Linked DNA regions of Sus scrofa: region 2 is linked to region 1. A link is a contact called in public HiChIP or PLAC-seq data. All regions are on one chromosome and are shown on one strand. Each heading gives the region's core, a stretch centred on a gene start, on an enhancer-like site or on the middle of the called end of the contact. The rest is flanking DNA. Distances are from core to core; before and after follow the strand shown. Region 1 holds the start of BVES (blood vessel epicardial substance). Region 2 holds the start of POPDC3 (popeye domain containing 3).

What was found. HiChIP or PLAC-seq counts read pairs in DNA pulled down with a chosen protein or histone mark.
Region 2: a contact with region 1 is called in an H3K27ac HiChIP or PLAC-seq map of skeletal muscle. The contact joins the promoter of POPDC3 here to the promoter of BVES in region 1. A contact is called at or near these places in 5 of 47 Hi-C or Micro-C datasets (fetal heart ventricle, fetal skeletal muscle, heart right ventricle and 1 more) and 1 of 2 datasets of contacts at active chromatin or transcription factors (skeletal muscle).

What each region holds. Positions count from the first base shown.
Region 1 is chr1:71,358,166-71,362,643 of Sscrofa11.1, reverse strand. It overlaps BVES (blood vessel epicardial substance), which reads left to right and starts at 2,389. Exons shown (of 8, transcript NM_001348416.1): 1 at 2,389-2,573. It overlaps LOC106508909, which reads right to left and starts at 3,232. Exons shown (of 6, transcript XM_021084573.1): 1 at 3,150-3,232; 2 at 2,872-3,055; 3 at 1,684-2,565. The coding sequence starts at 3,232. The coding sequence ends at 1,813.
Region 2 is chr1:71,398,169-71,402,646 of Sscrofa11.1, reverse strand. POPDC3 (popeye domain containing 3) reads left to right here and starts at 2,513. Exons shown (of 4, transcript NM_001144111.1): 1 at 2,513-2,656. All of the region lies in intron 3 of LOC106508909, which reads right to left.

The sequences.
Region 1 (4,478 bases), core at 1,140-3,639:
AGAAGATGAAGAGGGAGAGAGGAAGGACGGGAGAGAAGAAAGGAGGGAGATAAGAGAGAGGGGGAGAAGGTGGAAAGGAAGGAAGGAGGGAAAAATGAAAAATCATTTATAATCTCAACACTCTGAGGCAAGGAACATAAGCATTTTAGTCTTTTAACATCATGGATGAGTTGTCATGTTCTTCTCACTCTTGTAACTTGCCTTTTTCTATTTAACATCTTTGTACAGGAGGCAGTGTAGGCAGTGATAGAAGGTGGCAGAAACTATATAGGTAGCGGACGAGAGTGTAAGTTCCAGAACTACACTGCCCGGTTAACATCCTGGCCCAGCTTCTCACTAGCTGTGTGAGCCTGAGCAGCCTACTCGACCTTGCTGTTATCTTAGTTTCCTGGCTATAAAATGGAGATTAATAACAGAAGCTACTTCTTCACAGAGTTTTCCATGAGGATTCAATGGCTTAATATATCTGAACCATGTATAATACTGCCTGGCACAAAATACATCCTCTATCAAGGGGCAGTACACTTTTTTTCAGTAAAGACCCAGATTGTAAATATTTTAGGCCTTGCAAGTTCATATAGTTTCTGCCACAACTCCTCAATGCTGCCTTTTGGCACAAAAGCAGCCATAAATGAACGAGCGTGGGGCTGGGTTCCAGTTAAACTTTATGGACAGTGAATTTGAGTTTCATATCGTTTTCACATGTCATGAAATACTCTTCTTTTGGTGATTTGGACCATTAAAAAATGTAAAAACCATTTTAGCTCATGAGCTGTGCAAAAATCGGCAGTGGACTAGGCCTTTGAGCCAGAGTTTGCTAACCTCTGTTCTATATAATTAGCAGATGTTATTATGTCTCTAATATCTGTTTATAAATCAATTTTAATGGCTGCTTAGAACAAGATTGTTTGGATGTCCTATAATTTACTTAGTCCCCTATAGTTAGAATTTAGATTATTTCCAGTGTTTGTCATTATAAGCCATCCTCAAATATCCATGCAAAGATAGATTTATGCACATTTATTACTAAACCTTACTTAATATGTACGTAGTGGTAGCTATCAAAATGGCTGGCCAAGCAGCTAAAAAGAAAAAGACTCTGAAGAAGCAGCCTTGAAAATGAATCTTGGGCCGTTAGAGCAAATTTCAAATGTGAGAGACAGAGCTTTGTAAGTAGAATATATATTCACATACATAGAATTTACTATGTACCACACACCATTCTAAGCCTCTTATATATATCTAGCCATTTAGTCCTCAACACAAGAGGAAACAGACACAGAAAAGCCACGTAACTTCCCCAAGGTCACACAGTCAGTTGGTAGCAGAGGCAGGATTCAAACCTGGCCTGTGCAGCACTATCGCCCAGGTTCTTGAAGACGCTGCTTCTCCACTAGACAGACTTGGCGCGTGTGCACACCCAGGTACTCACTTTATAACGTACTTGTGGTCTTTAGGTCATGTTTGGCACGCAGGAAAAACCTCATCTTCTTATAATCAGCACAAATTCTATCCGTCCACGGGACACTTCTGGCTGGAAACTGAATGCCTAGCTAACCTTACTTACTCTTTTGTCCTCCAACTCCTCCCCTATACCAATTCTTCATTAATTCACCCAGCATTCCTCACCCAAAAGAACGATCCTCTATAAAAGTAATGATGGATTGGACCATACTTTCATACCTTGGTTTTCAATGCCAAACACACGTGCCAGATTCAGATGGAGCTTTGCCTACAGCTGAGGGCCAGGCGCCTCCACGAGAATGTAAATTTCGGATAAGTATCCTCCTTCTATGGAAATAAAACCGTGGCTCAGGTCGACGCGCCCTTCCAAGTGCCCCTGCAGCAGCAGGGCTGGCTTGCTCCCGCTCCTTGCCGGGTCCCCGGAGGCGCTGTCCCGCGTCCCTGTGGACCAAACGGCCAACCTTCGCTGCCATGCTCGGACGCCGATTGCGCACTCTCCCGGTTCTTCCGGCTTGTGCGGAGATGCTGGCGTTTGTCCCAGAAAGGAATTGTGCGAATGGGTCGTTTGATTTTGTGGGGAAAAGAAGGATCTAGTTCTTCTATTCCTGATTGCTCTCTCTGCGAGAACCCTGTTGCTCGAGTTATCCCCACGGAGATGAGCAACCAACGCCGCTGACCCCAAAACGCTCCTCGCCCCCCACTCATGCCCAAACAAGGACAGAACCGAGAAGTAGGGAGGAAACCAGGAAAGAAAGAAGCGGGTGTTTCAAATGTACCACGCTTGTGCAGACGCGGCGGCGACTTGGAAGAGCCGGGCGGGGAGTCCTGGCCAAGGCCGGGGACTCCGCCCGCCGGGGGGCGCCGGGGCGCCGGGCGCGTGCGCGGTGCGGCCCCAGCCCTGGCTGCGGTCTCCGCTATGCCTATTTTAGTCAAAGCCGCTGCCAGCGCTGGGACCCGGCATCCGCGCAGCAGCCTTCTGACCCGCGGATCCGCCGAGGCTTTCGCGTCTGGCGCCCGTCGAGCCGTCGCGTCCGTGTCCCTCGCGTCCCGCCGCTGACTCCCCAAACTTTGGCCAGCGCCGCCCAGGCTCTGCTCCAGGGACTAGCCAGGTAAGGAGCGGGAGGCGCAGCTGTCGGCGGCTCCCCCAGCGCGCCCGGCTGTTTGCAGCCCAGCTCTCCCCCGGCTAAATCGGGAACCGAAAGTTGGATCCCTGCTCGGTTGGGAGCAACTTTGCACTCCCGGGCAGCGGCTGCCTGTTTTCCAAGCCTCGGCCGCCGGGATCCCCGCCCTCGCCTTTCTAGCCGCGCCTTCCCGGGGTTCCCTGTCCTTGGAAGCCGCCCTTCACCCCGGTTTTGGGCTTCGCGCTCAGAGACCCTCAGGTGTCAGCTGCCGCCACTCGGGTCTGACAGCGCCAGCGTCCTCGGGCGCTCCGGCCTCATCGGGTGGCCATTCCCGCGCTCTGCTGCCCTCAAGCCGTGGATGAGCCTGGCCTTTCCTCTCCCGGCGAGGCTCCCGGGGCTCCCGGTCCGCGAACCTACTACGGCTCCTCCTCGCCCCCTGTAGGGCCGCTAGGCGCACGGTACCGCCCGCCCTGGCTTGGCGCAGGGAATGCGAAGTGGGTCAAGGCGCTCACTACCCACACCCCGGAGCCCGAGAGCTTCGGGTCAAGAAGAGCTGACACTGACCCTCTCTCATTAAGGAGCAAGGTGAACAGGGCGCCTGGGGAGCGCAGATAGCTGGAGAACCCGTGATCCACCCGCGCCTTCATTTTTGAGGCTTTAGGAAACCGGTTGCTGGCCGGACAAGTCCCAGAAACTGTTGGCTTTGAGGCAAGAATAAGTGTGAAAAGACTCTTAGCAACTTAATGCCTTTTGCCATTCCGAAGATATGCCAAGGTTCAGTTAGAATTGCAGAATGAATTGAGCGAGTCTACCAGCACCACTTTTGCTCACCGCTGTTACCTTTTTCAATTCTGTAGGTTGGTGAAGGGTTAATGTTAGTTCCGCCTTTATCTGTTCAGCCCTGCACACACCTATTTGAAAACCAGTAGATATACAGGACTTTACTAGAACAGGGACTTTAAGGAATTTGACTCCGGGAACTAATAGGAGAAAGAAAATTTGCCTTGATTTCGTCAAAATTAATCTGAACGTTTCTCAACTTACCTGTCTAACTTTTCCTTGTTAGATCAATTCGTTCTCAGCATAAAGGATAGTTCAGCTTAAGCCACATAATTCCTTTAAGTAGTGGTCAAAAGAAGCTGAAATCGGCAAGATCCGATCGATATTTATTGACAATAGGTTACTGGTGTTTCAAAATAGAGACACAGGTAAGTATACATAGGTAAATAATAGACTTTGTATGTTATAAACATACAAAAATGAATCATATATTATGTTAATTACTATGCAATATGTAATACATAGAGAAAATAAAATGAATATATGGACTATATATTTTTAATACATTGCGGTGCATCAAAATGTGTTGTAGGATTATCTCATCTTTTAAAGATTCATATTACTGTGTCCTTGGTTCTTGGGTTAGTAGATCATAGTTTTCCTGTCATTTCTCTTGACCAGAAATTAATTCTTTAGTGCCACTTGGAGAACTTTTAAAAGCTTGAAATTTAATTACAGTGGTTTAGTTGGCAGTAGGTGTAATAAGTGAATCTAAAGGGGAATATGTATTCATTAACTGACTATAGAAATATGAGTTAGAGCCACAGACTAGTAAAACTGGGAGGGCTTTCAAAGATAACATATCCAGTTGTCTCAATTCCGAGGAAAAAGGTGACCCAAGGAGCAGAAGTGACTTCCCCTGGCTTATGTGTCTCCCTGGGGCTTGTGGTATAGAACCTCACCCTCTCAACCTCAGGAAGGCTTGGTACTCTCTTGTCTTTACCACTGAGGTTTGGGGCGACCGAAAAGTAATTTCCAAAAGTGTTTGTCATTCTTTTGTAACTTCTTCCATATGGCTTTCACGTCTGCCTCTGGCATTCTCTGCAGAGTCTA
Region 2 (4,478 bases), core at 1,264-3,763, 40 kb before region 1:
GAAAATTATATTTATTGTTCACAAGCAGGTCAGGTCCCAACTGCACTGGAGGGGAAGGATCCCACAAAGGCATGAACACCATGGAAGAAAGAAAGAAAGAAGGGGGGAAGGAAGGATGAAAAAAGGGGATAGTGAGCAAGCCAGGCTGGATTCATACCTGGAAGTAGGGGCAATTAACAAGTAAGCACACTAGATGAAATGAGACCTAGTTTAGTACTTGTTTGCTACTACTTCTTTACCACAAACACTCCTCACATTGCAGTTACCACTTGAGTTGTGCAAGCTGAATTGACTGTTTCTATTCAGCCACAGAAGTTTCATCAAGGACCATACCAAAGGCTGTGGATCTCAGACACACAGTTTTTGAAGCAGAAGTGTGGCTGGAAGTCTAAGACAGCCCTGGACCCGTGACTGATCTATGGGGCACCATTTCATTAGTTTTTGTCTCATGGAGATTCTGCAGTGAGGATCAAGGCAAGGACATGTATGTGAAGGAGAAAGAGAAAAGTCAGAATGCAACAGGACAGCAACATTTAACACAAAATTTATCAAAGAAGGGAGTATGCTGTGTGTATTAACATGGTGAACAACACTTACAAGCTATCTTAGTTACTGCAAACTTAATGGCTTAAAATAACACACAATTTGGGTGGGTCAGGAGTCCAGGCATGGCTCAACTGGGTCCTCTGCTTAAGGTTTCACAAAACTGAAATTAAGGTGTCTCCTGGTCTGCATTCTCATCTGGAGGCTTGTCTGGGGAAGAACATCTCCAAGGTCACTTAGATGGTGGACAGGTTTCATTTCCTTGTCCTTGTAGAACCCCAAGGGTCCTGGCTTCTTGCTGGCTATTGTCTGGAGGCTGCTTTTAGCTCCTAGAGGCCACCTGCATCTCCTCACCTCATGGACTTCCCCAGCATGGCCACTTACTTCATCAAGCCAGAAAGCACAGTCTCTAGAAAGAGTGTGTCAGCAAGACTGAGTCCTTTGTAATGTAGTGTAATCACAGGAGTGACATCCATCACTTGTGCTGTATTTATTGTTTACAAGCAGGTCAGGTCCCAATTGCACTGGAGGGGAGGGATCCCACAAAGGCATGAACACCAGGAGGTAGTGGGAATCATGAAGCCACCTTACAATCTGTCTATCACATAAGCATACCTTTGTTGCTTCTGAGTTTTTAAATTAAAAATGACCAGGAGGAGTTCCTGTTGCGACTCACTGGGTTAAAAACCCGACATAGTGTCCATGAATATGCGGGTTCCATCCCTGGCCTGGCTCAGTGGCTTAAGGATCCCACCTTGATGCAAACTGTGGCATAAGTCACAGATTCCACGTGGGTCCTGTATTGCTGTGGCTGTAGTGCAGACTGGCAGCTGCAGCTCTGATCTGACCCCTAGCCCAGAAACTCCCATATGCAGCCATAAAAATTAATTAGGTAAGTAATTAAATAAAAATGACCATGAGTATAATCTTTTAAAAAAAATTGTAATGTACTACACTAAGAAGTAAAATCTAAACATAGAATACAGCTTATGTCAAACCTCATGATCTTCTCGCTTCCCTAGCACTGTTTCAAAGTTATATGTATATACCATGGACTAGATTCAGTTTGAACTAGATTTCCTACACTACTGAGTAAATTCCCAGAGTGAAGCATAAGAGCGAAGGCTTGGAAGACAAGTGGTTTCTGGCCACATATGGGATGTAGGAATATGGGTATATTTTGGCCCTCAGTGCCAAAAGGAGGCAATTAAAGGAGGTTAGTTTTACCATTTGTACTACTTCTGTGGTTATTCCTCAAAAGAGACAATGATTACTCAGTAAATGTTTCTGGAATCAATGTCACCAACCCGGCTTTATAACCTGAAAGTGAGTAGGTTTTTGCTGTTCCTTCATCAACCACCATAGGGTTTGACCACCAAAACCAAACCAACCCACCAACTTCATCGAAGGAAAAAATGCATTTGATTTTTGCCTTAAGTTGTATGCATCGGCTTATTACTAATTTAAACTTTTTTTTTTCATCATTTGTATTTAACGTTTTTCCCTTCTATGACTGTCCATACTCTTTATCTCTCTGCTTTTTTTGAGCCGTTCATCGATTTGAATCAAGATATTAATCGCTCTCGGTCCTATACACCCAAATATTCCCATCCCTGCTCGGGTCCTTTATCTCATTTTGTTTACAGTGGGGGGGGTGGGGAGCGAGAGGGCAGACGTACTGTCGCTTCCCATCCCAGGAGGCCACCCCATGGCTCTCTGCCTAGGATAACAGCGAAGACTAGGTTCATTTTATAACTGTGAGCGGTGTTCACCTCGGGAAACCCGTCTTTGCAAACTTTGGTCGGCCGCCGCCACCAGGCTCATAACCAGTCCAGAGACTCCCCCGAGGCTGCGGCCGCCCGGCCCGCACGGCAGCCCCCGCCCTCCCCGCGGCCCACGGGGCGCGCGCCCGGGCTCGGCCCCCACCCGCGCCGCCGAGCCGCTCGGGAGCCGGGCTGCGGTCACTGAGAGCTCTGGCGCTGGGCGGGCGGCGGGCAGGAGCGCGCGACCCCGGCGTCAGGAGCTTGGCACCTGCCGGCGGGGCCCGGCGCTTTCGGCTGGGAAACTTCTGCGGGTGAGAGGCTGGAGCTCCGCGAGGGGCCGAGGAATCCAGGTAAGGAGGGGCCGGGGCGCCGCGGCCCCGGCCTCCCGCCGCCGTCCGCACCCTCGCTCATCGCGAAGCCGGGGCTGCTCGACCCGCACGGCCTCCGCCCGGGCCCTGCCCCAGTGTGGGGGCCGCGAGCCTCAGGCCGCTCAGAGCCCCTTCGCAGCCAGTGCTCCCCGGCTGGCCGCGCCGCCCGGCTCCCGGCCCCGCTCGGGCTAAGTGGGAGCCCTCAGGTAGGCGTCGCGCCGCTCGAGCTCGAAGGGCTGGCGGTCGCTGCTGCGGGTGGGCGCTCGGGGGTCCGCCCCATAGAGGCGAAGCTTCCTCTCAGATCTGCTGTCGCTCCCACTCTTGCAATGAGCACCCTGGAGTTCCCCTCTTTGGGGGGCGAATTTCCTAGGTAGAAAAGCTGGTCCAGGGGACCGCGAGAGCTTTAGGTTCGCCTTGGGGGAGTCGGGCAGCGGCGGGGAGTTTCCCTCTGCATAGGGTCTCACTGGGGCAGGGTTTTCCGGCTGAGTTGGGGACGCAGAAAGCGGCCTCATCCAAGGTCAAGCTGACCTGCATACTCTATTTGGGGAATCCCCCTGCGGCGGGGGTGGGGGGTGGGGAGAGGATAGAGAGAGAAAAGATATTTGAAAACCACTAAATTACCTCCTCACCAAGATCGGTGAAGAGGTAACGATACATTTTAAGTGTCGGTATTTTACAAGAGATTAAAGGCACAGAATCAAATGCAATAATAGAGCTATAACCAAAAAAAAAAAAAAAAGTTTTAGGGGACATTTTGCAAAAAGTGAAAAAGTTCTATATGTGAATAATAAATGGAAAAGTGAAACTAGAAGCCTGCTTTTGAACGTAAAACCTAACTTGATTTACCAAACTTCTAGAATCTTCCTTCCTAACTTTTTATTCTTTCGTGGTTTGGCATTTTCAGTTTGCAAGCTTGCACACTGCCAAGTGAGTTTTATAGCAGCTTTAAAAAAATTATTGCTGTCTGTTTATACTAAGGTTTGGTGGCCATTTTCTGTCACTTTTAGTACCAGGGACTTGCATGAACATACCCCTCGTGTGACAGTACAGGAACTTGGCATTGTTCTTTGTGGCAATGGAAAACCAAACAAGAAGTAGGTGAAACAAAATATAAACAAAAATTAGATCTCTTTCTACATTTGCAAAATGAAGTGGTCCAGTGGATCCCAGATGGTCTTTAAGGCTCTTCCCTTCCCTGAGGGACTCGGTTTGTCTTTTGAAGAGTTTGGGATACACAGTTTGAGTGAAATCTAGAGTAAGATGTTATCGGTCCTAAAATTTTATGCATATAAACTGAGAGACCTTTGATGGTTGAGTTTCTTTAATCTCATCAGTCTCTCAAAAAAGCTGAATCATTGTGCATCCTGTGTTTCTAAATGGTGACAGTCTATGCTATTAAGTAAAAATGTGTCATGGGAAACCAAAATCCCATGCTTCTTATCACAAGACTAATAGGGTTGACACACTGCAGCATTCAGGTCTGCTTATTTTGAAACAGTCCCCAGGTAAGATCAAGAATGGTTATGAAGCATTTGCTGTTGTACATGAGCATAGCAACACGTAAGCAACATGACAAGCAAGAAGTTTCAAAAGTGCTTTAGAAAATATCCACAATAGATTTGCAAGCCTGCAAATTGCACTTAAAATCATTTTTTGGTAATTACGGTTGTTGGTCAGCTGGGATTATGAGCTGTAGAGAATAGGGAAGAATTTACAAGAGTCTACTGAATCACTAATAATTTTTTAAAGGAAAAGGAAAAAAATATATTTCTCTTTTATCTAAGTAGTTACAGAAAAATGTCTT